7 separate regions of the Mus musculus genome follow, and regions 1, 3, 4, 5, 6 and 7 are each linked to region 2. A link is a contact called in public HiChIP or PLAC-seq and promoter capture Hi-C data. All regions are on one chromosome and are shown on one strand. The core of a region is the stretch at or near the end of the contact, and the rest is flanking DNA. Distances in the headings are between cores, read along the strand shown.

Evidence for each region. Promoter capture Hi-C pulls out the DNA fragments that hold promoters and counts their contacts. HiChIP or PLAC-seq counts read pairs in DNA pulled down with a chosen protein or histone mark.
Region 1: a promoter capture Hi-C map of pre-B cells shows a contact between it and region 2, with 3 times the contacts expected there. The contact joins the promoter of Sync here to the promoter of Pef1 in region 2. A contact is called at or near these places in 3 of 39 promoter capture datasets (hippocampal neurons, liver and pre-B cells) and 1 of 115 datasets of contacts at active chromatin or transcription factors (pancreatic cancer cells).
Region 3: a contact with region 2 is called in a promoter capture Hi-C map of liver, with 2.7 times the contacts expected there. The contact joins the promoter of Zbtb8a here to the promoter of Pef1 in region 2. A contact is called at or near these places in 4 of 39 promoter capture datasets (liver, pre-B cells and stem cell-derived epiblast-like cells) and 2 of 115 datasets of contacts at active chromatin or transcription factors (bone marrow-derived macrophages and pancreatic cancer cells).
Region 4: a contact with region 2 is called in an HNF4G HiChIP or PLAC-seq map of pancreatic cancer cells. The contact joins the promoter of C77080 here to the promoter of Pef1 in region 2. A contact is called at or near these places in 1 of 39 promoter capture datasets (liver), 2 of 115 datasets of contacts at active chromatin or transcription factors (double positive thymocytes and pancreatic cancer cells) and 1 of 9 other capture datasets (adipose tissue).
Region 5: a contact with region 2 is called in a promoter capture Hi-C map of fetal liver, with 4 times the contacts expected there. The contact joins the promoter of Sdc3 here to the promoter of Pef1 in region 2. A contact is called at or near these places in 2 of 39 promoter capture datasets (fetal liver and liver).
Region 6: a promoter capture Hi-C map of liver shows a contact between it and region 2, with 2.3 times the contacts expected there. The contact joins the promoter of Laptm5 here to the promoter of Pef1 in region 2. A contact is called at or near these places in 4 of 39 promoter capture datasets (embryonic stem cells, liver, neutrophils and 1 more), 2 of 484 Hi-C or Micro-C datasets (both in the G1E-ER4 cell line) and 2 of 115 datasets of contacts at active chromatin or transcription factors (embryonic stem cells and memory CD8 T cells).
Region 7: a contact with region 2 is called in a FOXA1 HiChIP or PLAC-seq map of pancreatic cancer cells. The contact joins the promoter of Yars here to the promoter of Pef1 in region 2. A contact is called at or near these places in 2 of 39 promoter capture datasets (liver and pre-B cells), 1 of 484 Hi-C or Micro-C datasets (CD4 T cells) and 3 of 115 datasets of contacts at active chromatin or transcription factors (double positive thymocytes, pancreatic cancer cells and thymic regulatory T cells).

The regions. Positions count from the first base shown.
Region 1 is chr4:129,285,995-129,289,750 of GRCm38.p6, forward strand. It overlaps Sync (syncoilin), which reads left to right and starts at 1,627. Exons shown (of 5, transcript NM_023485.3): 1 at 1,627-1,794. The coding sequence starts at 1,745.
Region 2 is chr4:130,105,348-130,109,122 of GRCm38.p6, forward strand. Pef1 (penta-EF hand domain containing 1) reads left to right here and starts at 2,209. Exons shown (of 5, transcript NM_026441.4): 1 at 2,209-2,303. The coding sequence starts at 2,280. Gm40258 (a long non-coding RNA gene) reads right to left here and starts at 2,771. Exons shown (of 2, transcript XR_868200.3): 1 at 2,254-2,771; 2 at 108-242.
Region 3 is chr4:129,376,007-129,379,718 of GRCm38.p6, forward strand. Zbtb8a (zinc finger and BTB domain containing 8a) reads right to left here and starts at 2,022. Exons shown (of 5, transcript NM_028603.4): 1 at 1,734-2,022.
Region 4 is chr4:129,246,906-129,250,519 of GRCm38.p6, forward strand. C77080 (expressed sequence C77080) reads right to left here and starts at 1,538. Exons shown (of 7, transcript NM_001033189.3): 1 at 1,216-1,538. The coding sequence starts at 1,441. The region is part of intron 1 of Gm12976 (a long non-coding RNA gene); the gene reads left to right.
Region 5 is chr4:130,790,435-130,794,536 of GRCm38.p6, forward strand. It overlaps Sdc3 (syndecan 3), which reads left to right and starts at 2,103. Exons shown (of 5, transcript NM_011520.3): 1 at 2,103-2,368. The coding sequence starts at 2,237.
Region 6 is chr4:130,911,713-130,915,394 of GRCm38.p6, forward strand. It overlaps Laptm5 (lysosomal-associated protein transmembrane 5), which reads left to right and starts at 1,604. Exons shown (of 8, transcript NM_010686.4): 1 at 1,604-1,722. The coding sequence starts at 1,636. It overlaps Gm38599 (a long non-coding RNA gene), which reads right to left and starts at 2,180. Exons shown (of 5, transcript XR_001784452.2): 1 at 2,063-2,180.
Region 7 is chr4:129,188,247-129,191,917 of GRCm38.p6, forward strand. It overlaps Yars (tyrosyl-tRNA synthetase), which reads left to right and starts at 1,657. Exons shown (of 13, transcript NM_134151.5): 1 at 1,657-1,826. The coding sequence starts at 1,770. It overlaps S100pbp (S100P binding protein), which reads right to left and starts at 1,333. Exons shown (of 7, transcript NM_001379590.1): 1 at 1,296-1,333.

The sequences.
Region 1 (3,756 bases), core at 377-2,876, 820 kb before region 2:
CACTAAGGAGCTTAGTGGGAGCTGCCAGGAGTTAGAGATGTGGCCTTGGGGACATCCCTGCCAGCTCCTGGGCAAGGGGGCTGGGAGGGAAGAGGCAGCCAGCCCCTGTGACTACCACCCTTGCTGCCTGTTGCCTAGCACCTTGGGTAAACAGCAGGCTGGCAGGCCTTGCCCTTGCTCCCTTCCTTCTCTGTGACTGGCAACAGCTGTCCAGCAAGAAGCCCGGAGGTCTGCCAACATCCTCCCCTGGAATATTTCAGGGCTAAGTCAGAAAATGACCAGCTGCCTCCAAATCTCCTCTTCTATAGACCTTACATGGGTATATTGGGTTGCTCTGGGCTTTTGGATTCCTCCCTCTTGCAGTCTACAAAAAGATGCAAAAAACACAGCTCCGGGAGACACTCCCAGAGTGTGCACAGCCACAGCCACCCCTACCCCTCAGCTGCCACACTGGCACATGGCAGCCCAGTCAGGCATACAGTCACACATGGTTATACACCTGCTCCGTAGTCTGCAGCCAGCACCCACTTCCCCTCAGGATGATCACACCTGGCACAATCACCCTGCTCTCACATCATAGAGCTGCACTTCCACACGACCACCCAGGACCAGGACTGGAAGGAAGTCACACTGGGGATACAACCTTAGACCCATCTCTTGCTGCACACACAGAACCTTCGCCAGATGTTCCCAGCTGTGGGCACAAGGATCACAACGCACAAGCTACCCAGTCAACAACACCCGGGCATCAGTCCTCATTCGCCATCCCATAGGATGCTCTAAGATCTGATTAAACGGAGTACAGCCTTCTGGCCCTGGCCGCTAGGTGCACAGCATTCTTCTGCGATTGAATCAAAGCCCTCCTCCCTCCCTGACTCGGGGACTGAGTGGGAAAAAGTATTCAGAGAAAGAATGCCTGGGGCTCAGGTTTGGGAAGGGGTCCAGCAGCTCGTCCTGGGGGGAGGGGGAGGGTGCCTTCAGTGTGGAAGTCTAACTAGGACACCGGAGGGTCGAAGACTTAGGGGTGGGTGCGTGCCTTGAAACACAACAGAAGTGACTGAGCAGGAGCGACAAATCGACCTCTCAGAAGACCCCAAGAAACCTTCCAGGGCGAGGGGAAGAAACCTGAATTAAACAGACTCAACTTTATTGCCTTAAGCCGTTCTTCCTCAGCCGTGGCCCCCAGCTGTCCCCAGACGCATGGGGTGTGGCAGTTAACCACCCCCCCCCCTCTCCAGCAGGCGCCTTGCCCCACCCCCTCATGACAGCTGCAGGCCACCAAGAAGATGACCCGGCTCCAAGCCCTTGCGTGGGTGGGGATCGCAAGGCGCCGACACGAGGGGCGCTGGATCCCTCTGGGTACCCCACCAGTAAATCTTCCTCCCGCCTTCATTGAACTCGGGGGGCAGCTCCCCTGGGACCGAACAGCCCCCTCCTCTCCTCACCATGCAACCAGGGCCAGAAGGAAAGGTGGAGAGATGAAAGGAAGGTTCGCGAAGTGCCGCTGGGCCGCCCCCTCATCCCACCCCACCCCATCCCCTCCCACCCTCTCCCCGCCCCCAGGGCCGCGGGGCCCGCGCCCTCCTCCCGCGGGTAATCGTCCGGCCAAGTGGGCGCGTCCCGCCCGGGCCGCCGGGATCTGGTGTCCGCTGCAGCTGGCAGTGCGGCGGGCGCCGGCACCGGCACAATCGCCGACGGCGTTGGCTATTAATAACACTCCGGGCGAGCCCGGGGTCGCGCAGCCATGGCCAGCCCGGAACCCCTGCGCGGCGGGGACGGCGCCCGGGCCTCGAGGTAGGATCCTCTAGGGCTCGTGTCGCCGCCCAGTAGGACAGGGGGTGCTGGGTGGGCTCCCATCCCCGACCCGCGGCCCTTTTCCCTTGGCTGTGGGTAGTGGTCATGCCCGGGTGTGGCACGGGGCGGAGCCACCGGGGAAGGGAGATGGGAGGCCCTGGCTTGGGGACCTGACACCTCCGGGGGTCTGTGTCACTCCTTCCACAGGCTGAGTGCGATTAATCCTTTCAGGCTAGCAACCTGTCAAAATGTAGTTGGCCTAACTGACTAAAGAGTATAAGTTTTGGGTCTTTTTTTTTTTTTTAAAGTCTTATTTTTCCCGTTTCTTATTCACTTGTTAGCGGGGCTAGGGAGAAACCATTTGAGAATTCACTGCATTTGAGCCACTTGGTGCAGGGTTGGGCACCTGCCAGCTTGAAGTTGAGTCTGTTCGGTCAGCTCTCTCTCCCTGGTGTGGCTCAGGGTGGTGGCCTAGAGAGGCAGTTGTTCTCCTGGCCTAGCACTGGGCCCTGGCTGAGCCCAACAGCTGTCCACACTGGAACTTTACCACTGGGGATTGTGGAGTCATTTTGCCTCAGGTCACATTGTGGCCCAGGGACTTCCCAGTGTATCAAATTATGGGAATACTTCCTGGTAAACCCTGTTGTCACATGAGAAGACAACCCTAAGCTGGGTTCTTAACACATTTTGCCTGTATTCCCTACACACACACTAATAAGCTTGAAGCCAGGCACGAACCTTTGTTTGCATGACATGTAATACACACGTCCAAGTCACAGTCTGATGGACAGCATAAAGGAGTTGCCCAAGTCCTCTGGGACAGAGACAGAGTGGCAGAGGTGTTGAGGTCAGGGACCCCAGCTGGGCCCTGTCCCTCTCTTGCTTGGCCTCCTGTAATCTGCTTCTATGCCAGCTCAGTAGAGAGGCAGTTAGCCGAGGACAACCTCTGGTACCCAGGGTGGTGTGGCAGCCTGTAACTCAGGAGGCCTGGGTTCTATACCACAGACCTGCCACTTGACCTTGGGCACAACTTCCCCTGGAAGTTCAGTTGTTTTCTTCTTGCCTTCCAAGGGCCCCACAAGTAGCCCTGTCCTCAGGACATCCGCTCTCATCCAGTGGACAAACGTACCTGTATAACTTAAAGTCACTCCTCCTGATGATGAAACTGCATTCCATTCAGAATGTCCTGAAGACACAAGTTGGTATTGTTGGGATACGGTACCAAGGAGATGGAGTTGCAGCATGTTTAGACATTTGTTAAGTAAACAGATTTTTTAAAAAAATATTTCTTTTAGCCCTGGCCATCCTGGAAATCACTCTGTAGATCAGGCTGGCCTTTAACTCACTGAAATCCACCTGCTTCTGCCTCCCAAGTGCTGGGATTAAAGACATGCGCCACCACTGCCCAGCAACAGATTACTTTTTTTTTTTTTAAAGATTTATTTATTTATATGTAAGTACACTGTAGCTGTCTTCAGACACTCCAGAAGAGGGCGTCAGATCTCGTTACGGATGGTTGTGAGCCACCATGTGGTTGCTGGGATTTGAACTCTGGACCTTCGGAAGAGCAGTCAGGTGCTCTTACCCACTGAGCCATCTCAGCAGCCCAGATTACTTATTCTGGCTGGGAAATGAACCTAGTACTTTCTGCCTGCTAGGCAAGGGCTCGCCCCTCAGTCTCAGCCCTAACCCTAGAAAGGTGCTTTGACTATGATATTTCAGAGGCTTTTAGGCTTGTGTTAAGTGGGCTGGGAACGGTGGTCTTTAGGCTCCCTCCACTTACAGGACTCAGGCGAGCCTTAGGTGCTTCGCCCTTTGGCTTGCTGGCCCCTGCATTGGGCGTTATAGATGAGCAGCCTACAAGAGAGTATTCATGTAAGTGCTTAGACTAGAGGTTAAGTCACTCCAAGGCAGGAACATAATGAGGAGGGAAAGCAGGGACTCTGCCCGAGCAAGCAGCTG
Region 2 (3,775 bases), core at 959-3,458:
CAAAACGATCCACTTTTTTGGAGACATGATCTTGCTATAAGGCAGCTATCCTCCTGCTTCAGCCTCCCACATATCGAGACTACAGGCTTGCACCATCATGTCCCAGGTCACCATTTATCTTCTTTTTATTATTTAATTAATGTACCAGGATATGATGACCAGGATGCTCTTGAAAGACAAGGTATCTTAGGTGTGGTGTTGAGGATGCCCCACTCACAAGGTAGTAGTATTTCAACTGGAACCTGGATGACAAGAAAGAAAAGAGTGGAAAATGAAGGGGAAAGCAATCTAAACAAAGAGAGGCTCAAATCCAAAGGTCTAGAGATGGAATGCGCTGGGTTTGTTTTGGGGTGGTGGCCAGGCCAGCATGGCTGGAGTAAACTGGCAAGCACAGCAGTGGCGTCAGTGAGGCCGGTGTCACAGGCTGGGGAGAGGTCCTGTGGGCCAATAAAGGCATAGGGATGAGTTTAGATTGTATTAAGAGTGGCAAAAAACCCTCAGAGGAGTTTAGAGAACGACAATATCGAATTCACACTTTAAAGCACCCACTCTGGCTTCTCCATGGAGAAGGGAGCGGGGCTGGAGTTCACTAAAAAGACATTGGCGATGAGGCCAGACTACAGAGGGGTCCTGGAGCAGAGGGGTGGTTGGAACATGGAGCAAAACCAGATGATTGATTATATATACATACATATATATATTTTATTTTCTGAGACAGGAAGGATGAGTTTTGTGGAAATGATCAGAGAATTCTTACGCTGGGCTAGACTGCGACACAGTGGCAGTACTGGAGGGACTGAGAGGAGTGGCTAATGAGCTGGGAGCCATGGGGGGAGGTGTTAAAGAGAGGGTGGGACAGGAGGAGTAGATGTGAGAGGCCATTGGTCTTTATGAATGAGTGTTGTAACCCTGAGTGTGAGAGGCTGTGACTAGTTCATTTTTAAGTTAGCATTTTCCTAAGTTGTATTCCAGAAAACTGTGACTCAGAGAGGTTAAATGACTTCTTCAAGATCACACAGCTAGAAACTGTTTAAAAAAGAAAACGAACAACAGGATCTGCTCACTAACGCCAGTGCTGAGGGGGAAGCTGAGCAAAGAAATAAGCCAGCGGGGCGCTGGTGGGTAAGGCTGGGCCAGATCACGAAGGAACTGGATCACCAGACTTGTCTTCCTCTGCAGGTAAGGATGAGGACCGTGCTTTGCAGACTGTCCTATGGCCAGTACCACGATCAGCAGTGGGACTGTGGAAAGTGCCTGGCTAGATTGAAAGCTCAGGACTTTTTATTTAAAAAGTATAGTGTTGGCACTGTAGATACTGGGGATACAATTATAAGCAAATCAAACACAATTCTTGTCCACATGAGAGTTTTTGTTGTTGCTGCTGCTGCTGTTGTTGTTTGAGACAGAGCCTCATTATGCAGCCATGGCTAGACTGGAACTGTCTATGTATGTATGCTTGCTTCTGCCTGCTGAGACTAAAGGCATGTGCCACCAGGCCCGGCCACGTGGGAATGTAACTAATCAAATAAACATGCAACCAAGTTTAGAACCTAAACCCCAAGAGCCAAGTACAGGAAAGTTGGTAACTTAGGAACTGTGATTTGACCTACAGAGGGAATAAAACCTCCTTGTTGAGACCTAGTCATCTACTGACACTAGTTCTAGGCCGTACTTTGCTGAGGAACTCACTGTGAGTTTAGGTAACTAAGTCATTGCCTTTCTGAGCCTCAGTTTCCCCATACATAAAGATAGGAGCACCGTGACATCTTAATTTTCCTTCTCTTCTGGCGGTCTGACCTTTCTCCACTGTCCACGGGTCTGTTTAGTACCCACGTTCTAAATGGCACCTGCATTCCAGGAAAGGCTTAAGTTCTCAGTAGCCATGGCAACCGCCTGGGCGTTAGAAGTAAAGTGATCACGACAGTGACGTAACTAATATGCGTCAGGTTATAATATGGCCTTGCCAGGTTATAATATGGCCACCACAGAAACAACTGACCAAGTCTCCCCATTAGATAACTACAGCTGGCCAGGCCCGAGGTCCGCTGCAGGTCACGAAAAATAAAAACAAACGAGCCACTACGGTCAACAACACTTCCGGACACTCCTACCCAGCCCTCTGTAAGGTACCAGCTCACCGCCTGTGACTTCCGTTTGTTGACCGGAAGATTGACAGCCTGTCCGTCCAATCACAATCGGACCCGCCCCAAAATCCAACCAGGAGCGGCATTGGGAGCAGGAAACTCCGCCTACCACAGTTGTGTGACGTCATAACCGCCATGGCCAGCTATCCAAACGGACAGGTGAGTTGTAGTGGCCCCTGCGTCAATATTTGGGCTTGTCTATAGATCCGGTACCACTCTCCATCCTCGGCTCTTTCTCCCCACTTGATCCGCAGCCTTTTCACGCAGAGGTTTACTTCAACAAGACTCTGTGTGAGCGAGAAACAGGAGGGCCAGTCCGTCGCGCTCGTTTTACGTCACATAGGACCACTCGAGGGGTTGTTTATATTGCGCAAAACTGGCTTTGGGGGTTTTGCTGTGAATTGATCCGGGCTGAACCGGACCAGGGTGCTTAACTCAGGTCTCCGTGGGGCGGAGTCCTCTGTGCTCTCGAGGCGTTTAGAGCTCTTTTTCCCTTGGAGTCTTTCTGGGCGTAACTTGATAAAAACAAGTTGCCCGACTCTCTCAGCACCGTCCTGCGACCGAATAATCTCGGGACAATCAGTGGTAGGAGGTACCAGAAGTGAGATTACACCCCTCACGGTTGTCCAGCGTCCTTTCACACGTAGGAAAAGTGAAACCCAGAGAAGATATGGAGTTTATCTAAGTTACCAAGTAGTTAGGCAGCAGAGCCAAGGTCAGAACTTGGGTTGTCTGCAACTGCTTCTTCCTTCCTTTCTAGCCTGCCTTGAACCAGCCGGGAACATCATTTCAGTGTGATTTATTTTGTGGCCAGAATTAGGTGACATAGAGGTGCCAAATGCAGTTTTGAGTTAAAAGTGGAGCCAGATCTTTGCCGCATTAGTTTTAAGTCTTTTTTTTTTTTTTTTTTTTTTCCTGATCCAGTTTCCTCTCATAAAATGGACCAAGTAGTAAGAGTCCACCCCTCACAGAGTTATTAGGAAGAACGATGTGATTCCTGTAGGCATATGCTATGCTATACGGTAAAGTGTAACATCACTTTGTAGGAGTTTTCAAAGCAGGCCCCTCACTTCGAAATAATTTGGACAAAATAATCGTCCTGATCACAGAGTAGTTTAAGAGATTAGTCTCATGTATGGAAAGTGGAATGCAAAGTCAAATGGGTTATTACCAAGCTTTGATTGGCCATAGTCACAGACTAAAAGATATTTAAAGGCCTATGTGGTTTATATAGCATTTCTTACATTTACTTTGTGTGTGTGTTGGGGGTGGGGAGAGGGCGGCTACACATGTGCACATGCACAGGAATTATTTTTTTCTCTATCATGTGGGTCTTGGGGATCAACCTTCTTGGGCCTTTCAGCAAGCCCCTTTACCCACTGAGTCATCTTGCTGGCTCCCACACAGCAGTTGGGCCCCCATTGTGCCCATATGAAGACCCTGTAAGCATGCAGGGCTTATTATTTTGACTTATAGCTGAGGAGCAAACCCAGAGAGGCTTAGAGGTCTCACATAGCTGGTGAGGGTGAGGCCAGGGTTAGAGCTTTGAATTCCACTTATTGCATACTTGGCAGAAGTGAGTAGAGGCCAGTGTGGGCTCCAAGTAGGAAGAACTACCACAGCCTGGCTTC
Region 3 (3,712 bases), core at 772-3,271, 730 kb before region 2:
TGGACAGGAACAGATGGAGGAGGGATGGGTGGGGAGAGGAGGTCACTGTGGTGTGCCAGTAATGTCGGCTAACCCCAGGGTCTTGGGAGGCGGGGCAGGAAGAAGTAAGACCAAGGCAACCCTGAGAAAACCCTCATCTCATAATAAAATTAAAATTTAAAATAAGGGGCCTGGGGATGTATCTCAATGGTAACATTTACCTAGCCCATGCAAGGCCCGGGTTCAAAATACACACACACACACACACACACACACACACACACACACACACACGCCACACGCACACACACCACACACACCACACACACACACACACACACACCATGGGGGTTTTGGATTTTTTTATTTTTTTAGTAGGATGTGAAGGAGCCATTTAAGGTTTGGAGAGGGCTGGGTTTAGTGGTAGAGTGCCTATGTGACATGCATGGGTTCAATTCAAGTACAGGATAATATCAGGTGTGGTGATCTATGCCTGTAATCCCAGCATTTGGTAGGGGCTGCAAGAGAATCAGAGGTCCAAGATTTAGGGCTAGCCTGGGGTACATGAAACAGTGCCTTCAAAAAAAAGATATATAAAATAGCTTTTTAAAAGAGGAGTTTTAAAACTTATATTAACGTCTTTGAATATTAAAAAGTATATAATTGTGCCAAAAATTTGCCTAGTGCATCCCAGCCCTCCCGAGGTGGAGGTAAGATCAAATTTTCAAGTCTAGCCTGAGTCCGCTTTAAAACAAAGAATAAATAGGTAAATAAAAGTGCGATTTAAGTGATAAAATCAGCGAAGGTTTTGGTACTTTGGAGACTGTTCCGGGACGCTGCAAGAACAGGGCGCCTTGGGGGGCTGCCACGTCTCAGCTCCCTGCCTAGGGATGAGACTCCCTAACCATTAGCGTTTTATTTTTCCCCCTTTCCCCTTTGCTAGGTAGAATAAACAGCCGGAACCCGTAGCCGTCTCATAAGAAATTAAGTGCAATATTTCGTCAAAGTGAAACCACTCCATTTACTAAAGTTCTGCAAATAGAAAGACTTCTAGGTGTTGGCGGCGTGTGTGGTTGGGTGCCCGCTAGGTGTGAATCCTATTCCAAACACGTCTCGCAAAGACGTGGATTACGAATAACCGCACGGTCAAGGGCGAGTAAGCGCGCCAGAGCGCGAAGGGACTAAAGCCGACAGTGTCTCCAGGTGGGAGATGCCAGGGACATTCTGCCGCGGGGCCAGCTGGGGCTCCATATTTCTGCCCTCGGTTCTAAGCCCAGAACTGTCGCGTCGTGATGGAAAACCAGAGAGTGGAGGGCGGAGTGAGACCGCCGGGCTGCAGCGCCCCGCGCCCCGCGCCCGACGTCTGCAGACACGCCCGGCCCCGTGGCGCCGCCTCGCCGCCGCGGCCGTCAGGAGGCTCGGGCGCCTTCCCGCCTTTCCCCGGGCCGGGCCAAGGCTGGCGGCGGGGCGGGCGCGGGCGGCGACGGTGCAGCCATTGTCCCGCAGCCGCGCCCGGGGCCGCCGCCGCCGCCCGCGTCTCCTTTGTGGCCGTCGCCGACCCTCGGAGCCGCCGCTCTGCGCCCCCGGCTGCAAATGGCGCCGGGTGCCCCCTGCGTCGCCCGGCGCACCGGCTGGGGTTGCAGTCCCGGGGCGCACCCCGGCGGCTCCGCCGCCCTCCGCCAGGCTCTGGGCCCGGCCCGCAGCCCCGACGCCCGGGCCGCCCTCCTCCCGCCCGCGCCCGTGCAGCCACTTACCGCGGGGCTCTAGCCGCTCGCTCGCTCGCTCGCTCGCGCGCGCGCGCGCTGCGGAGCGATTCCCGGTTCCGGGTAGGGGAAGCAGCCCCTTTCCGAAGCCGAGGCTTTGCGCCCTAAAACAAGTAGCCCCAACGTGGGAGAAACAAAAGGTATTTGCTGACGTGGGCGTTGGACAGAAACGCCCGAGGGCTGAGGACACAATTAAAGGGGCAACGCACAGATTTCAGGCACCAACCAGCAGCTTCGCCCACTCCCCCTGTCCGTGCCCACGCCCGACTGCACCCTCCGCAGGCACTAGGGCGCCCAGGTTCCCCAGCAGTTGATTGGGGATCATTCTTTTAGTCGGGAGCTTAAATTTTAAAATTGTACTTTACGTTGGGAAAGGCGCCTCCGGAGGGCAGAAGGGCTGGATTTCTAATATGTGGAGATATTGGTTCAAGGAGAGAGGGAGGGACTTAGGCGTGCCCACAAATACTGTATACATGTGACATTATTGTACTTAAGTTTAGCGACGTAAAATGGGAGAGAGTTCCACAAAATCGCCCTTTGACGAAGCACTTAATTTCAGTTATAGCCTTTTAGAAACCTCTGTAGGTCCCCATCAAGCCCTTTGAAGAGGCAAGCCCGGAGGGGCTGAGATTAAGAGGCCGTGATTCTTTATATAAAACTAGTACAAAACAGTGTTTCGTGTTTTCAAATATAAAAATTGGTCGTAAAATCAAGTTTCTCTTCTGACGTGACCCTAATATTTATGGCACACAAATATCAGGTGATACATTTCCTAAAATAGTAAACCGCTGAATTTTCATACTGCTTAAATTCCACAAACTAAATTAGTTTTCTACTTCTTCACGCTGATTGTCAAGTAATGCGGAATGGGGGAGAAGATTCAAAGTCTCAAAGCATGCGTTTAATATTTTGAGGCGTTCCTCTCCCAAGCCTCAGTCAAGCCCATCAGGGTCCTATTTCTCCGATCTCCTCACTAAGTAACTATGTATTCGAACATCATTCTCTCTGAGAATACAATACAGTCATTTCTGAATGAAAAAAAAAAAAAAAGGAGAAATAAAAAGGAAAGGGACATGCCTGGTCCTAGGTATAGTGGAGGAGAAAGTTTATTATAGATATGTGGGAGAGCACAGCCAGAGGCAGGAACATCTGGGAGAGTACAGAGTGAACTGAGCTGTGCCCTGTGATGTGGGGTGGGGGAGGGAGGAGAGAGAGCAGCAGAACCAAGTACAGCAGGAGACCCAAATTACAAAGAGGGTAGGGAGCCAAAATGGTTGGATTATATAGGGAAGAATAGCTCAGCCCCCTGGACTGGAGGATTCAAGCTAGGGGGCCGGATATGCCAGCCTAGAGGACCCTGTAACAGGTATTGGACTGAGGGATGCTGGGAGAACCTGGTGGCCAGGTCAGCTTTGACATGTTAACTAGGCACCCCAGCTATTTGTCCCAGGTTTGACACCTAACAGTTTCTTAATGTCACACCTGTTTACCCCAGGGGTGCTCTGTGATTAAGATTCGTTTCCTGGACTTTTGAGGTAATGGGAGATAATGGAAGGAAAGGTAGACCAGTGCTTATTTGAAAATCACTAGGACAGGGCTGGTGAGATGGCTCAGCGGTTAAGAGCACTGACTGCTCTTCCAAAGGTCCCGAGTTCGAATCCCAGCAACCACATGGTGGCTCACAACCATCCATAATGAGATCTGACGCCCTCTTCTAGTGTGTCTGAAGACAACTACAGTGTACTTACATATAATAAATAAATCTTTTTTTAAAAAAAGAAAGAAAATCATTAGGACACCAGGTGTTGTGGCACATGCATGTAATGCCAGAACTCAGGAGGCTCTGAGTTCGAGACCACCCTGGTCTACATAGTTCCAGGACAGGCAGAGCTACATAGGAGACCCTGTCTGGGGGACACACACACACACAGAGAGCAGGCAGGTCTCTCTGTGCTGTTCTCTTTCAGCCA
Region 4 (3,614 bases), core at 288-2,787, 860 kb before region 2:
TATTTGTGGCTGGGCCGCAAGGGAGCAGGGCCCTTATCCAAAAGGAAGATCTGCCGGATGCAATCGTACAAGAGGCTTTCCACCCTCTTCCTGACCCCTAAAGTTCCTTCTAATTCGCCAGAGGCAGTTAAAGGACACTGAAGGTAAACACAGCTAGGTGGGATGGGCCCTGACCCAGGCCATTCCCTCACCTTCAGCACTTTAGCTTGGCAGTATAGGAAGATAAACTTCCAGCAGCCGCTGGCCTCTACCCCCCCCCCCCGCCCCAGCAGAGACTAAAGGTCTCCCCACCAAACTGATGACAGAAACAGGAGATGGGGGAGAAGCCAAACAAGTGGCCAAAAGTACAGTGACCTTAACAGGGATATAAGGCTCCCAGTTTCTTCCTTCCCCATCTCCCCCATCTCTCAGGCTTCCCACCCCTTAGAGTCCAGGGAGAGCCATGGGCTCAAAACTTCCAAACACTAGGAAGCAGCTGCTGACTTCTCCTGGCACAGCAGCACAGGCAAAGGCTCTCCACCTCACTTGAGCCTCAGTTTCTCCATTTTCAACACAAGCAGGTTACTACGGGGGACAAGGGACTAGGGAGAGTGGTGAGTGATGAGGAGAGGACTCTGGTTCAGGAAGGTGATCTCACCACCTCAGGAGGTGGATGTTTGTGGTTTGGCCCAGGTAAGGGAGGGGAGGGGGGGTGCGGGGTGTGGAGATGGGAAAAGCTAACACTGGTAACAACCTCAAGCAAAGGACTCCAAGCTGAGTACTTTGGGGAGCTGGAACCAGGATCTACCTGGAGGGCAAAAAGAACTCCTTTTGAGTAGGCTGACCTTAAAGACCCAAAGAGACCGACACCCCAAGACCCAAGGCCACCTGCCTCTCCCATTGGCCCTGGGCCAGTGTCAAATCTCTGACCCCTTGACTCAGCAGAGGGCACAACTTAGGAGAAGGAAAGTGTCTTTCCACCAGGAGGGCCAGCCAGCCAGCACTTCCTGCGTAAACTAGGGGATCCCTGCCCAGATGGGGGTCTCTGCCTCTCACAGTTGGATAGGTTGTGCCCCTGGAGCGGCGCAGGACCTATCTTGGGGTGCCCTGGGCTCTTCACTTCCCCCAAAACCATTGCCTAGGAGACAAGCCGTCCACATTACAGCCGACCCCACCAGAGGGACCCACCCTGCCACACCCATGGGCGCGCTCGACCCAGGTGCCAGGCCAGCTCACCTCGGCTTTTGCCCTTGGCCCGCTTGGCCTTGTCGTCCGCTTTCTTAGCCCGCGAGGCTGTGGACTCGGCGCCCTCGGCCCCGGCCGCCTTCTTCTTGCGCCGTTTGCCCCTCAGCCAGCTGAAGGCACGGCGGAGGCCGGAGCGGGACTTCTTCCTGCGCGGGGGGCCGCCGGGGCTCCCAGGCTCGTCGGCCGCAGGTGCGGCGGGGGGCGCGCGGGCCGCCATGGCGCGGGGCTGGGGAGGCGCGGTGCCCGCGGCGGGGGTCAGGCCCCCTGCAGCGCGGCGCCCATGCGCGGGGGCGGCCGCCGCCGGAGACGCGCCCGGAGAAAAAAGTTTGGGCGGCGGAGGCTGAGCGATCGCTGCGGGGGCGGGGGCAGCGCGGGCGGGGCCGCCGGGCGGGCGGGGCTCGAGCGGCGGGAGCGGCCGTCGGGGGCGGGGGGGGGGGGGACGGTAGCAGCGCAGCGGCAAGGCGCCCCTCCCCGCCGGCCTTGCCCCGAGGGCGAGGTCCGGCTGCAGAGTAGAGGTTCCTCGCCCCGCCCCTCCTTGATCCTCGAGGGTCTGTCTCTCGAAAAACCCCGAGGGTGTTCGGGATTCGTAGGGCAGCGAGGTACTGGCCTTTGGATCACCCGGTGTCTCCTATGGTTGGGGAAAGACTTTTTTTCCCAGACACCTGGGACCTGTGGCAGGTATTCCCCTGGCTCAGGACCACCGGAGGGGGGTGGGGGGGAAGCCTCCAGCAATTGCTCTGTTCTTGGTTGTTTCTGATTCATTCCTGAGTACCTAGAGTGGGATGTTCAGGCCTCAGTTTACCCTTAACGAGGCTGTGATTCCCCCAGGGCACTTATAGTAAGACTCGGGCTTTCCTACTGAGATGCTCAACTACGATAAATAAGGGTGGATCTTGAGGTAGGCGACTAAGTGTGTGCCTGGAGAAGCTGGTTAAGGGAAAGCCTTTAGAAGTCTGGAAAATGCTGTGTTCATTTCCTTGCCGGCCTCTCGTGCTGTATTATAGCTGACCAAGCCCTTTTATATCTCTGATTTTATAAGCTGCGAGGAAAGCAAGGTAGGGAATGTTTCCCCCTTAGGACAGAAGGGAGAGTGAGGCCAGGAGGGAATCAAAGCCAGCATTCTGATGCTCATCTCTGCCTCGAGGCTAGCAAACCTCCGCGGCCCCCAGAAGAGTCTTGTTCATACGTCCCGCAGTTAGAGTTGAGAGTTGTCTAGCATCATCAACTTGACTTTTGTCACACAGCTTTCTCCCGGGGCCCTAGTCTGCATTAGGACAGGAACAGGACCTGATCACCCAGCCTAATCTGCCCTGGCACGCAGTAGACCTCACTCTAAGGTTGTAAGCGGACCTCAGTGCAGAGTGATCTGACCTGCTCCAGTCCCTGAACGGCCCCAAGGCTCCCAGCAGTGGTGAACCTGGGCCCTAAGGCAGATCACCTACTACCCATGCTGAGCCTCAGGCAAAGGGATAAATAAAATAAGTCTGCATGCATTCAGAAGTGGGAAGACAAATACTCTGGCTTTTTGTTTGTTTGTTTACATGTATAAACAAGTCTTTTCTGAATGCCAGCTGCTCCCAGCAGGAGGAGAGGAAGTTGGATTGGAGATCTAAAGGCGGCTGTCCTTGCCCTGGCCTTTGGAAAGTGTGGTCAGGAGAGTGTTCTTTATTCCTAACCACCAGTACCCACTCTTTCAGTACTCTCTTTCCTGTGGCAGAGTTTGGCTGTATAATCTTTAAGGCCATCATACTATCCTCGTGTCATCGTATGGTGGACCTATGTAAGCTGCTACCACTACCAACATGCCTGGCTGCAAAAAGTGTTGCTCTCGGGCTTGAGAGATTGCTCCCCGTGGTTAGGAGCACAGGCTGCTGTCCTAGAGGACCCAAGTTCAATTCCTAGCACCCTCGTGGCAACTCACAAATCTGTAACTGTGGTTCCAGAGGCTCTGACACCCTTATACAGATACATGCAGACAAAACACCAATGTACATTAAAAAAAAAAAAAAAAAAAAGCTGCTGACCTGGGCTTGTAAGGGCTCACAGAGACTGGATCCAGCAACCAGGGAGCCTGCATGAGACTGACCCAGGCTCTCTGAAGATATGTTACAGTCGCTCAGCTTGATCTTCTTGTGGGACCCCTAACAGTGGGAGCAAGGGCACAGCTGGGAGCAGGGGCTGCCTCTGACTCTTTCTTTTGCCTGCTTTTGAGATTCTTTCCTTCATATCGAGTTGTCCAGCTTTAATATAAGGAGAGACGGTTAGTCTTACTACAACTTGATGAGCCATATTTGGTTCATGTCCACGGGAGGCCCGTCCTTTTCTGGATAGAAATGGAGGAAGAATGGATGGAGGGGGGAGGGTCTGAGGGGAGGAAGGGAGGGAGAGAG
Region 5 (4,102 bases), core at 853-3,352, 680 kb after region 2:
GTTTGCAGAATGAGGAAGGCAAGGCTGGGCCATGCTCCCTGGCAACCTGGTAGGCTCCTTTGAGCAACACTGTCAGCCTTGCTTGCCTCCCAGCATGGGCAGCTCAGTACTTTGCCCATCAGTCAGATCCAGCTGCCCCAAGGTTTTCTTTGCACCAAGTTGACATGCCACTCCTTGGGTCTCCTTCTTGATTCCAGCTAAACCTTTTTGTTTGTTTGTTTGTTTGTTTGTTTTTTTTTTTTTTTTTCAAGACGGGTTTCTCGGTATATCCCTAGCTGTCCTGAAATTCACTTTGTACACCAGACTGGCCTTGAACTCAGAAATCTGCCTGCCTCTGCCTCCCAAGTGGTGGGATTAAAGGCGTGCACCACCACCGCCCGGCCCAGCTAAACCTTTGAGAGCACCTCAGAACCAGTCCCAACCACATTGATTGAACTCCCAGTACACGAAAAGGAAGAGCTCACAAAAGCTTCCCAGCCTGTCCCCTGACCTGGTACACACAAGGCATTCAATATGTTTGTTGAATGAATAAGTGAAGCCCATATGGTCTTCATTTCCATCAGACATTGGGGAATAGGCTCAGAGAGGTGAAGTTGTACAAACAAGTACCAGAGCCCATGGTTGTCAGAACCAGGATTTGAACCCAAGCACTTGCTTAACCCAAAGCTAGAGTCCCTCAGCTCCTGGCTATGCTAGTGATAAAGCCAGTTCCTGATTCCTAGGCAGGTCAATCTTTTCATGTTGTATTCTTCAAGGCATCTTAGCTTCAAATGCCAAAACGCATCGAATGGGATTGATTTAAAAGACTCTTTGTGAGGGCCTGGGGATGTAGCTCAGTTGGTGGAGCACATGCCCTTCTGCACAAAGCTCTGGGTTCGGTTCTTAGCACAGCACAAATTGGATGTGATGGAGGTAGTAGGAATAGATGTTCAAGGTCATACTCAGCTACATCACAAGTTCAAGGTCAGCCTGAAAGTCCATCTTCCTTAAAAAAAAAGTGTCAACATTTATTTTTATCATTTTTAAAGGATTTATTTTTATTATTCGTGTGTATGTGTGCACACGCGGGCATGCGTGTCACACCTCTGCACATTAATGCAGGTGTCCTTGGAGGCTAAAGGTATTAGATCCTCTGAAGCTGGAGTCACAGGGCGTTGTGTCTAGCCTGGTGTGGGTACCGGGAACTAGTCACTTACATCTTTAAGTAGTATGCTGTATCTCTCACCAGCTCTCCCTCCCCTCTTATATTTGAAAATACAGAGACTCAGTATGTAGCCCAGGCTTTGAGATCCCTCTGCCTCAGCCTCCTAAGTCATGAGTACTGGGGTTACAGGCAGCTACTACTCAGGCTTGGCTCGTTCTCAGCGATCTGTAAGCCACAGAGTGGACGCCCCCCCCCCCCCAGGATGTCTACCGAGGTTAGCTAGGCAAGCCTTGCATACCTGTGATGCCCCAGCCTCTCACTCCCTCTGGGGAACCCATCTCACACTCTGCCTTATATGGTGCGGAGCTTCATGCTCTGGGTTTCTTTCCAAGGACACATGGCCATCAAATGGATAGTGCCGATTGCAGGGACATCAAAGGGTGTCCTGCTCAGCTCACATGCCAACTAACCAACGCCTACCCTTACCAGCCTCCCCGGAGACCCCTTAGTGCAACTGAGCCCCTGTGAATGGGAAACTGGAGACTTCACCAGCGTGTGAGCAGCAGACGCGTGCTGGTGTTCGCCATGCGTGCCTGTAGCTGACCCAAGCCCCTGCTTCCTGAACTCAGGGTGGCTAGGGGCCTGTGTCTCTCAGACAAACAGGCCAAGGAGAAGCTCAGGAGGACCAGGGGGAACCCCGAGTCGGGGTCCTCTGACACCACCCTACTGGGAGCAGAGAGACCCGGGGTGCTGTCTGGAAGAGCAGGTTCTCCCGCGGCTCGCACACGGCGTGCTTCGCGGATCCACAGTAGGGGGGCAGACGTCAACGCCCCTCGCCCCCCCCCCCCTGCGCGGGGGGAAACTGAGGCCGGGGGCGGTGTCGCGTGCCGGTGTCGCCGCGGCCCCGCCCTCCTGCTCGCCCCGCCTGCGCGGGGGGCGGCGGCGGTGGCGGCGGCGGCGGCGACGCTTCCTGCGGGCGCGGCCGCTGTGGGCGCGGAGCCGCGAGCGAGCGAACGAACGAGCGAGGCGGAGCCGGCGGCCGAGGAGCCGAGCGCAGGTCCCGCGCAGCCCGCGCCGCGAACAAAGGCCGCCATGAAGCCCGGGCCGCCGCGCCGCGGGACCGCACAGGGGCAGCGCGTGGACACCGCCACCCATGCGCCCGGGGCCCGCGGGCTGTTGCTGCCACCGCTGCTGCTGCTGCTGCTGGCCGGCCGCGCCGCGGGGGTGAGTGATGGGCCCCAAGAGGGTCCCCAGCGTGTACCCCGCGTGTCTTTGCGTGTCCCCTCGTCGCGCGTGCCGCGCTGGGTGTGTCCCGGTCTCATGGGGTCCCCTCCCCGCCGGGAAGCGTGTGCGTCCGGTATCCGCTGGGGTCGCCTTCTCCCCACCCCCACTCCATCCCAAGCTGCCTGCAGGGCCTTGGGGGCATTGGAGGAGGAGGGGGTGGGTCGATGAAGGTGACCCGCGAGGGTGAATGAGGGTGACCCTGTGTGTGTGTGTCTGCTTCTAAGAAGGGTGCGTGGGCACCTGTGGGTGTGGGCACGGGAGAGGCTCTGTCCATATGGCTGGATGGCATCCGCATCCCGCTCCACACTAGGGTGACCCATTCTGCACGCTGTGTTCCACCATGGCCAAGGCTGTGTGACTGTGGGTGAGGGGGTGTGTGCTTTGACCCATGGACCTGTGTGAAAGCACACGTATGTGTGTGCAGGTGTGTAGCGATGGTGGACCTGGCTCAGCTCCCACCCCAGAAGACATGGGTGTGTGTGCCATCAGAGGTGGGTACCAGGTGACCCCTGACTGTCCCTTTGAGAAACCGAAGTAGCTAAGGGATTGAACTTGGTTCTGGTTTCACTAGCAGAACGGGAGGAAGAGGGTCGGTCCTGCAGGTGGATGAGCCGGGTCCCTGCTCTGAGGAACCCAGCTCCCAAGTGAGTTCTGAGTTGACAGGTGTCTAAATGTGGGCTGAGTGAGCTGGGGAGTTCTAGGTCCTACCCCCATGTGGCTGACTCCAGGAGCAATGGCTGTCCCTACCCACTCAGATGACCACCAGAGCCCAGGCTGGCCGGCACGCCCCTTCTCTCCTAAGCAAGGTGGCCAGATTGTAGGGAGGCAGGCAAGACTCTGAGCTGCCCTGACAACTGTTAGCTTTGGGGAGGGGACCCCAAGATAGTACCTGGTGGTCGGTTCATGCCTTGCCCTTTTTTTCTTTTCTTTTCTTTTCTTTTCTTTTCTTTTCTTTTCTTCTTCTTCTCTCTCTCTCTCTTCTTCTTCTTCTTCTTCTTCTTCTTCTTCTTCTTCTTCTTCTTCTTCTTCTTCTTCTTCTCCTTCTTCTTCTTCTTCTTCTTCTTCTTCTTCTTCTTCTTCTTCTTCTTCTTCTTCTTCTTCTTCTTCTTCTTCTTCTTCTTCTTCTTCTTCTTCTTTTTCCTTTTTTTCCTGATGGGGTGAGGGGAGAGGTTCCTGAGCAAAAGGCAGCACTACCCACACTGGCAGTGGGAACTGCTTTTCAGCAGCATTATAGAAAATTACCCTTGACATCAAAGATCTGGTTTCAAAGTCCAGTGAAGACCACCACCCAATCACAGTGAGGTCTTGAGCCAGCCTGGCCACTCCTCTGAGTCCCAGCTTTCCTCTCTGCAAAGACGGACTAAGGGTGCCCTCCGGGGAGGCAGAGTGGACACAGAGGCACCTTTGAAGGCATTTTGGTGTTGAGTACAAAGGGCTCAGGACAAATGGCTTCACTGGAGCTACTGTCCCTAGGAAGGAATAATACACATTCTACCCGTAGTGAAAGGATTCAGGGAGATTTTTGAGGACTCAGCACATAGTAGGGCTTCAACCAGGTAGGTGTGAGGGCAAAGTGGAGCTGGCATGATTGAGACTGATGCTGAGTGGCATGCCCAGATGGTGACCTGGCTGAGCGAGGGGAGAGATTGTGGTAGGGATGGGTCTCAAGAGGTA
Region 6 (3,682 bases), core at 354-2,853, 810 kb after region 2:
CGTGTGCTGGGAACCTGAACTCAGGACCTCAGGTCCTCAAGCTTGCTTGGCAAATACTCTATCGATTAAGCTATCCCCCCAGTGCTCAACCTGCCTGATTTTGTTGCCCTGACAGGACAACTCTTTTCAAGATGAGTATGCTGGGGGCCGTTTCTAATCTCTCCTGGGGCAAAAAATGCTGTGGTGTCCAATCCAAACTCCACAGTGTCACAGGACACCTGCTTGGGGCTTCCCACAGGTCTGAGCAAGGGCTTCTTGTCCCTTCCTTTATTGCAGCGTGGGTCATTTATCCCCTGAGACATCAGGGAAGAGTCTTAAGTCAGGGAAGAGTCTCAAACTTACTAATTCCAACGTTTCTTAGAGAGTGGGGAAGAACGCACAATCCCAGGTTTCTGTCTCGAGGGACCCTGCAAAGCGGGTTCGGCCAGGGGTCTCCCAGATCTCCTCCAGGGGTTACAGACCACAAGAGAAAGAGCCTATTACAGGGGCCTGGTACACACTCATGCCTATGGCTTCCCATGTGACAATTCTTCAGAGCCCAGAGTGAGGAGGAGATGGAGATGTGTGAGAAGCCCAGCTTCAGGGAGGGCCTCTAGGGCAGCGGTTCTCAACCTTCCTGGTGCTGTGGTCCTTTAACACAGTTAGTTCCTCATGCTGTGGTGATCCCCACCCATAAAATTATGTTTTGTTGCTACCTCATAACTGTAATTTTACTTCTGCTATGAGTTGTAATGTAAATATCTGATATCCAGAATATCTGATATGTGACTCCCATGAAAGGGTCGGCCGACCCCTGGACAGGTTATGATCCACAGGTTGAGAATTACTACTCTAGAGGCAGTTGGCCTCCGTTCCAGTTCCCACTCCTTTTTAGACTATCTTGGTGACTGCAAGGGAGAAATGGCTTCATCCTGTGCCTCAGTTTTTTCATCTGTGCAATGGGGATAAGAATAGCACCTCCTCCTGGGAAGTGACAGTATTCGCCTTTAATCCCAACACTTGGTAGGGAGAAGCAGGCAGATCTCTATAAGTTTGAGGCCAGCCTGCTCTACAGAGTGAGTTCCAGGACAGCCAGGGCTCTACAAAGAAACCCTGCCCCCCCCCTCCCCCCGCAAACCAAACCAAATCAGACCAGACCAAACCAAACCAAACCAAACCAAACCAAACCAACAGTCCCTCCCTGGAACAGCCCAGGTAAGGAGCTAAGCTTCACAGGATCTCGAAGGAGCAGTTTACTGACAGCTACTGTTTTTACAACCAGACACATTTGAGTTTGAATCCTTCCATTAGAACTACTGTTTGATTAGGGACAGATTTCCATATCGGATTCTTTTTCTAGAAAAGGGCTTCTAGGGCGGTGTTCAGCATCCAGGAAGCAGAGTGCATATAAATGCGGAGCCCAGCCCTGGTGAAGCATTGGAGCCCCTGGGAGTGGTAGATGCCTCAGTCGGGCTCCCTGTGACCCCCCCCCCCCTTCCCTCCCCTGCAGCTGCTACAACCCAGACTTACAGACCTGGCCCCTACCGTCTGAGGGCAAGGCGGAAGTGAGGCAGGCAGCCTGTGGCTTCCTCTTTTTTGTTCTGCTGTGGGCCCAAGACTCCTTACTCAGAGCCTCCGAAGAGGGGACTGCGCACCATGGCCTCCCGTGCAGCGCCGGTCAGACAGACATGCTGTTGTTTCAACATCCGAGTCGCCACCATAGCCCTGGCCATTTACCACATAGTGAGTATTGGGGAGTCTGGGGTGTTTGGTGTGTGTGTGTGTGTGTGTGTGTGTGTGTGTGTGTGTGTGTGCGTGAGGACACACTGAGACCTTCCAACTGGGGGATTGCTACCTATTACTTGTCTGTGGGACCCTGGACAAGCCCTGTGCTACTCTGGGCCTTAGTAGTTCCCTGTGGAGTTGAACAGAATAGTGCCCTTTTGGTTGTGGCTGTGCAAAGAGAAAGGCAGGCTGGCAACGGGGAGGAGTGCAGGTTGGGATTGTTCCAGGATGCCAAGCTCCACACAGGCCCGGGTGTAGGGCTTTCTGGGCCCTTTCCTAGTCTGGGGTCTGGGTTTACCTTTGGACTTCTACTGGGAACCAGCGACTGCTTCCTCTCAGCTCACAGCTCAGTCAAGCTGCCACCTTCTCCCTTCAAGGATGGCTTAAGCTTTGTGGCTGGGGAACTGCTTGGGGGTGGTGGGGGGCAGCCAGCATGTCACAGTGGCTGTCATTGTCACAGTGTGACCCCAGGTCCAGTCTTAGTGACCAGGGATAAGGCTCTCCCTTTGGAGTGGCCTAAAGTTGGAGTCTCTGTTCTCTTCTGCTGGGATTTACCCCTCACCCCCTGCCCCTGGCCACACTTAGCTCTCTGAGGCCCAAACATTTCTTGGCTTCAGTGACTCAGACAGAACCTGTGGCTAACAGCTCTCCTGGGCCTGGAAGAGCTTCCTCAAAATCAACCTAAATCCGTAGGCTGCTGCGCAGAGCCTGGTGACATCTGCTTCCGGCCACAGGCCGTGTGGCACCAGGCAGTGGTACAAACCAGTTCTGTCCTGAAGCTCTTGTGTGCACCTCCCTGCCCCCCTCCCCCATTCCCAGCCTTTGCTGTGCAGTCTCACATGACTTGTTGAACCTCTCTGAGCCTGTTTCTTTAGATCAAAACAGAAGATGAGGATGATAAGAGCTGTGTGTTGGGTGGCTGTGTGGGTGAAGTTGATATCTATAAAGCATGAGGGACATGTGCAACATGGTCCCCTGCCTTTCCATGAGTGTGTCTTGACCCACCTGTCCACCGAAAGCAGGGGTTCTCAACCTTCCTAATGTTGCGACTCTTAAATACGGTCCCTCACGTTGTGGTGACCCCACCCTCCCCAACCGTAACATTATTTTCATTGCTACTTCATAACCATAATTTTACTACTGTTATGAATCATAATGTAAATATATTTTTAGATAAAGAGTTGTCAAAAAGGTCTCAACCCATAGGTTGAGAACCACTGTTCTAGGGCCTGGCATGGGGGATGGGGAGACTCAGAGTCTGTCCTGTACAGCCTCAGCCAGCACAGGAGCTGAGAGGGGCGGTGGCACTCTGTCTCGGCATCAATTCTTTCAGATTGTCATTGCTGAGATAGCACACCATTCTGGGAAGGACGTGACAAGGGTCCTTATGCCAGCTCTGCCAGAGCCAGCTGTTTGAGCTCCTGGGAAAACCCGGCTTGGGGCTTGCTTCCCTATCTAAAGTGGAGACCAGGGGCTGTGGATGGGATCTTTGAACTTAGACGTTTGCAGTATGCTGGAGGTGGGGGTGGGTCACTAAGTGGCTTCAGTGGGGTGGAGGGGCTTGCGGTCGCTGGAACCCTTGCTCCATCTGCTCTGGTGGCTCTGCTCCTGTCTTGCAGAGAAATGTTTCCTGTCTGATTGGCTGGCATCTCAGAAGAGCATAAACATATTAAAAAGTAAATAAACCTGGCAGGCTGCATCGTGCAACCATTGGGTTTTCTTTTTATTCATGCGGTCTAAGCACCTCAGCTGTGGGTGCATGAGTGATGTCCCGTTTCCATAAAGATCAGGACACTGTGGGTCAAGCGATCAGGGAAGGCTTCCTGGAGTGAGTGTCACAGGTGGGGATACTGTAGTGTGGGAGGGGGAGTGTGGATGAGGAGCTGGTGTGCCCGAGGTATGCCAGGTTCCGGACCCT
Region 7 (3,671 bases), core at 407-2,906, 920 kb before region 2:
ATGTATACTACACATCCTACCTAGTTCAGGACTCTAAAACCAAAACCACTACCCAACTGGGTCTGATATGCAGGACCAAAAGCAAGGATTTTGCAAAAGGGGGTGGAGGGGTACTCCTCATTGGCCTTTGATTTCCAACCTCTCCTAAACAAAATACACTACCCGTGAAGCAGACAGCATCCACCAAAAAAGGGTGTATCATCAAAATGAGCCCCTCCCAAAATTTTTTTTTTTAACAAAGGGAACTGACTATCTGAAAGAATTTGCAACTCCCTCTGGGCTAACTGCAAACAAGGTAAAATGGAAAGATAACCGGTCTGGAAATCTCTGCTTTAGGTAACAATTCCCCCAGACTAGGGAGCCAAGAATTCCCACACAGGCCCAGGCAGCAGATTTTTCTAAACTGAAGCAACAGGTTTCTTTTACAAGAATAGTCTATTAAAGCCTGGGGCTCTTAACAACCACGGGGGGGTGGGGGGGGGAGGACAAAAAACAAAAAATGAGGGCAGCCGGTGAACTCCGTCCTCATTTGGTGGCCCTCTGAAGAAGGGCTCACCTTAGGTGTCTGCAGCATTCCCTGCGGCCCTGGATGAAACCCAGCAACGGTGGCCCAGGGATACCTTGCGAGGATGCCCGCGGGCCTCCCCGTCGGGAACACTACCCGCCCGCCCGCCGCGCCCAGGGCCTCTGCACTTCCCTCCTCCTCCCACTCGGGAGAGCGAGTCCTCGCCTCCCCGCGGATAGCGGGAGGAGCGCGTGTTCCCTCCGCGCCCCTCCCCCCAGGGGCGACCCAGGTCCCCCCGCGGGCTCCGCCAGGGCACCCGACCTCAGGGGACAGACGCTGACTGCCACATCTCGGCAGGCTGCGGCCCGCGGTCGCCCGGAGTGGGTCGCCCTCTCCCGCCACGACGCCCCGCGGGAAGCCCGCCATCCCCGCTCTCCCTAGCAACAGCCTCCCGCGGGGAAGGCAGGCACCGGGAGAGGAAGACCCCCCCCCCCGCCCCCACTGGCAGGGCCGGCGGCCCGAGGACCTGACAGCTCCCTTTTCCTCAGCGGGATGAGGGGCGTCACTCGCCCACGGATGTGGAGGTGGGGGGCAGGGACAACCTCCCCGCCCGCCATCACCTCTGGCGCGAGAAGCAGCCCTTCCCTCAGCGAGACGAGCTTCCCTACTCCTCACGGGGGCAAGACGAAGAACGCGGCCCTGTGGAGAAGCAACAGGCGGCCCGCCCCCTCCCCCCCGACCCCTCGCCTAGACGACGGGCGCCGACCCTTACGTCCCGCCCGCTCTTCACCTCCGGAAGCCGGGCCAAAAGCCTGGGCGAGCGGCAGCACCTCACTCCGCCCCCTGCGCCATTTTATCGCCCCCTTCACGACCTCCCCCACCCCGAGGCAGCGGGGCCAACACCAGGGGGAGGGCAAGCAAGCAGTGATTGGCAGGAAACCGCCCCGCCCCTGAGAGGGTGCGTCATGGGCGGCCTTCCTAACCCCGCCCCCCAGCTCCACCTACACTGTTTTGGTTTTTTTTTTTTTGGATGGTTCCGCCCCTTCCTGTTTCATCGATTCTTTCGACTCTCTGCTGCTCCTGACTCGGGGATGCTCGGGGAGAGGAGGGGACAGACAGAATCTAGGCCTAGCAAGCGGAGCGACGAGCTCAGCTGATGCAACCCGACGGGACTAGCGTGACAGTTCCCGGCACGCGGAGACGACGGCGAACGAGGAAAGGGCGCGGGTGCCGGCTGAGCGCGGGAAACAGAGACAGCGGAGCCATGGGTGATGCTCCAAGCCCTGAGGAGAAGCTGCATCTTATCACCCGGAACCTGCAGGTCAGGCCTTGGTGGGGGGTTGGGATGCGCCGTTGGGTACCGAGAATTTGAAGTCCCATGATTCCCGATGCCAATCCCTAAACGAGTGGGGCCGCGGTCTCCGCGCCTGGGCGGCTCTACGGCCCTCTCTGCTAGTTGATCAGTCAAGCAGCCATTCTCAGGGTGCAAGAGAAACTCCAGTGGGCTCACCCTTTGTGTGCACGTAGCTTGTGCTCCAGCCATTCCTGGGGCTGGGAACCTCATTCCACCCATCCTATTCCATGCCGGGAGCACTGCTAGGCTCTAGGGAGTCAGGGCCATGTCTTTCCAGGACTCTGGCGGAGAGAACCGGAAATTTAAAAGGACCTATAACCCAAATAAAACACGTACTGAAAGTTCCTATGACTGAAGTTCTGAAAAGAAATAAGGGGCGAGCTGGCCGAAGAGATGGCTCTGAAATGGAAAGAAAGTACTGCTCTTACAGAAGACCCGTTTTCAGTTCCCAGCACCCATGTCAGGTTATTCGGTACGGCCTGTATCAGGGGATCTGACGTCCTCTTCTGGCGTGTGTGTGTGTGTGTGTGTGTGTGTGTGTGTTGTGTACACGCGGGCGCTGAGAACTGCATTTCAGACAGGGAAGACCCAAGGGGAAGCAAGAATATTGTAGAACAGGGAGAAGGCTAGGCTCAGCTCCGTGGTAAAGCATGAGTAAGGCCCTGGACTCAGCCTTCAGTGCCCTCACACACCCTTTGTCCAAGGACACTGATTTAAATGGAATAAAGCAAGCACAGTACTGCTCGGCCACCACAACTCCCTGCCAACAGAACCGTTTCCATCCCTGCCTGCCCGTGCCTCTGATGTTCCTCCACAGAACCTATTGCTGTCCTTTGACATGTTCTCTAAGGAGAGACAGGTAGGAGCCAAGTCATGAGGGGCTTGTAAACTTTGTTTTACAAGCCAGATAAAGACTGGACTAGAATTACGCTAAGGGCGGTTGCACCACCAAGCTATTTTTTTTTTTAAATTTACCTATCCTGGGTGTGGTGGTACATGCTACCTGTAATCTTAATACCTGAGAGTCAGAGACAGGGGGGTGGCTGCAATTTGGAGGCCAGCCTTGTTTACATAATGAGTTCCTGGCTAGGTAGAGCTCTATACAGAGACCCTGTCACTAAGAACATTCATTCACCTCTTCGAAGGGTACATTTTAGTCAGTTCTTGTATACCCACAAGGTTAAAGTTCTAGAATATTTTTATTCCCAACTCCCCCGACCCCTAGAAAAATGTGAACCAACCTGAGCACACGCTGTAATCCCAGCATGTAGGAAGTGGAAGCAAGAAGATCCAGAATTTAAGGACACTTTCGGTGACATAGCTGAAGTTAAGGTCATCATGGGCTTCATAAGACCCTCAGTGGAAAAAACAGAAAGAAAAAGAGAAAAAGAAAACCTTGTACCATTAGCTATATTAAGAGTTAACTCATCCTTGTCCCCCAAGTACTGATCTGCTTTCTGTCCCTAAGTGTATACCACTCCTGGGTGGGTCTGATGCCTAGAGTCAGATAAGGTGTGCCCATTGGTGTCCTTTCACAGGATGGTGTTACACAAGGTAGTGTGTGATTTCGTTTCTCTCAGAATTTCATTCCTCATATTTCTTTCTCACTCCCTCCACTCCTTGCCCCCCGCCCCCATCACCCTTCTCTCCTTTTCCCTGCGCTCCCCTCACTTCCAGGCCCCATCCCTTCCCAACATATCCTTTCCTACCCTCTTCCTTCTCCCTCCCACCTTCTCCTCCCCCCCAGGCTTGCTGTGTCTCTTCATCCCACTGGCCTACTCTGACCTTTGGTCTCTTCCAGGAAACCGCTTC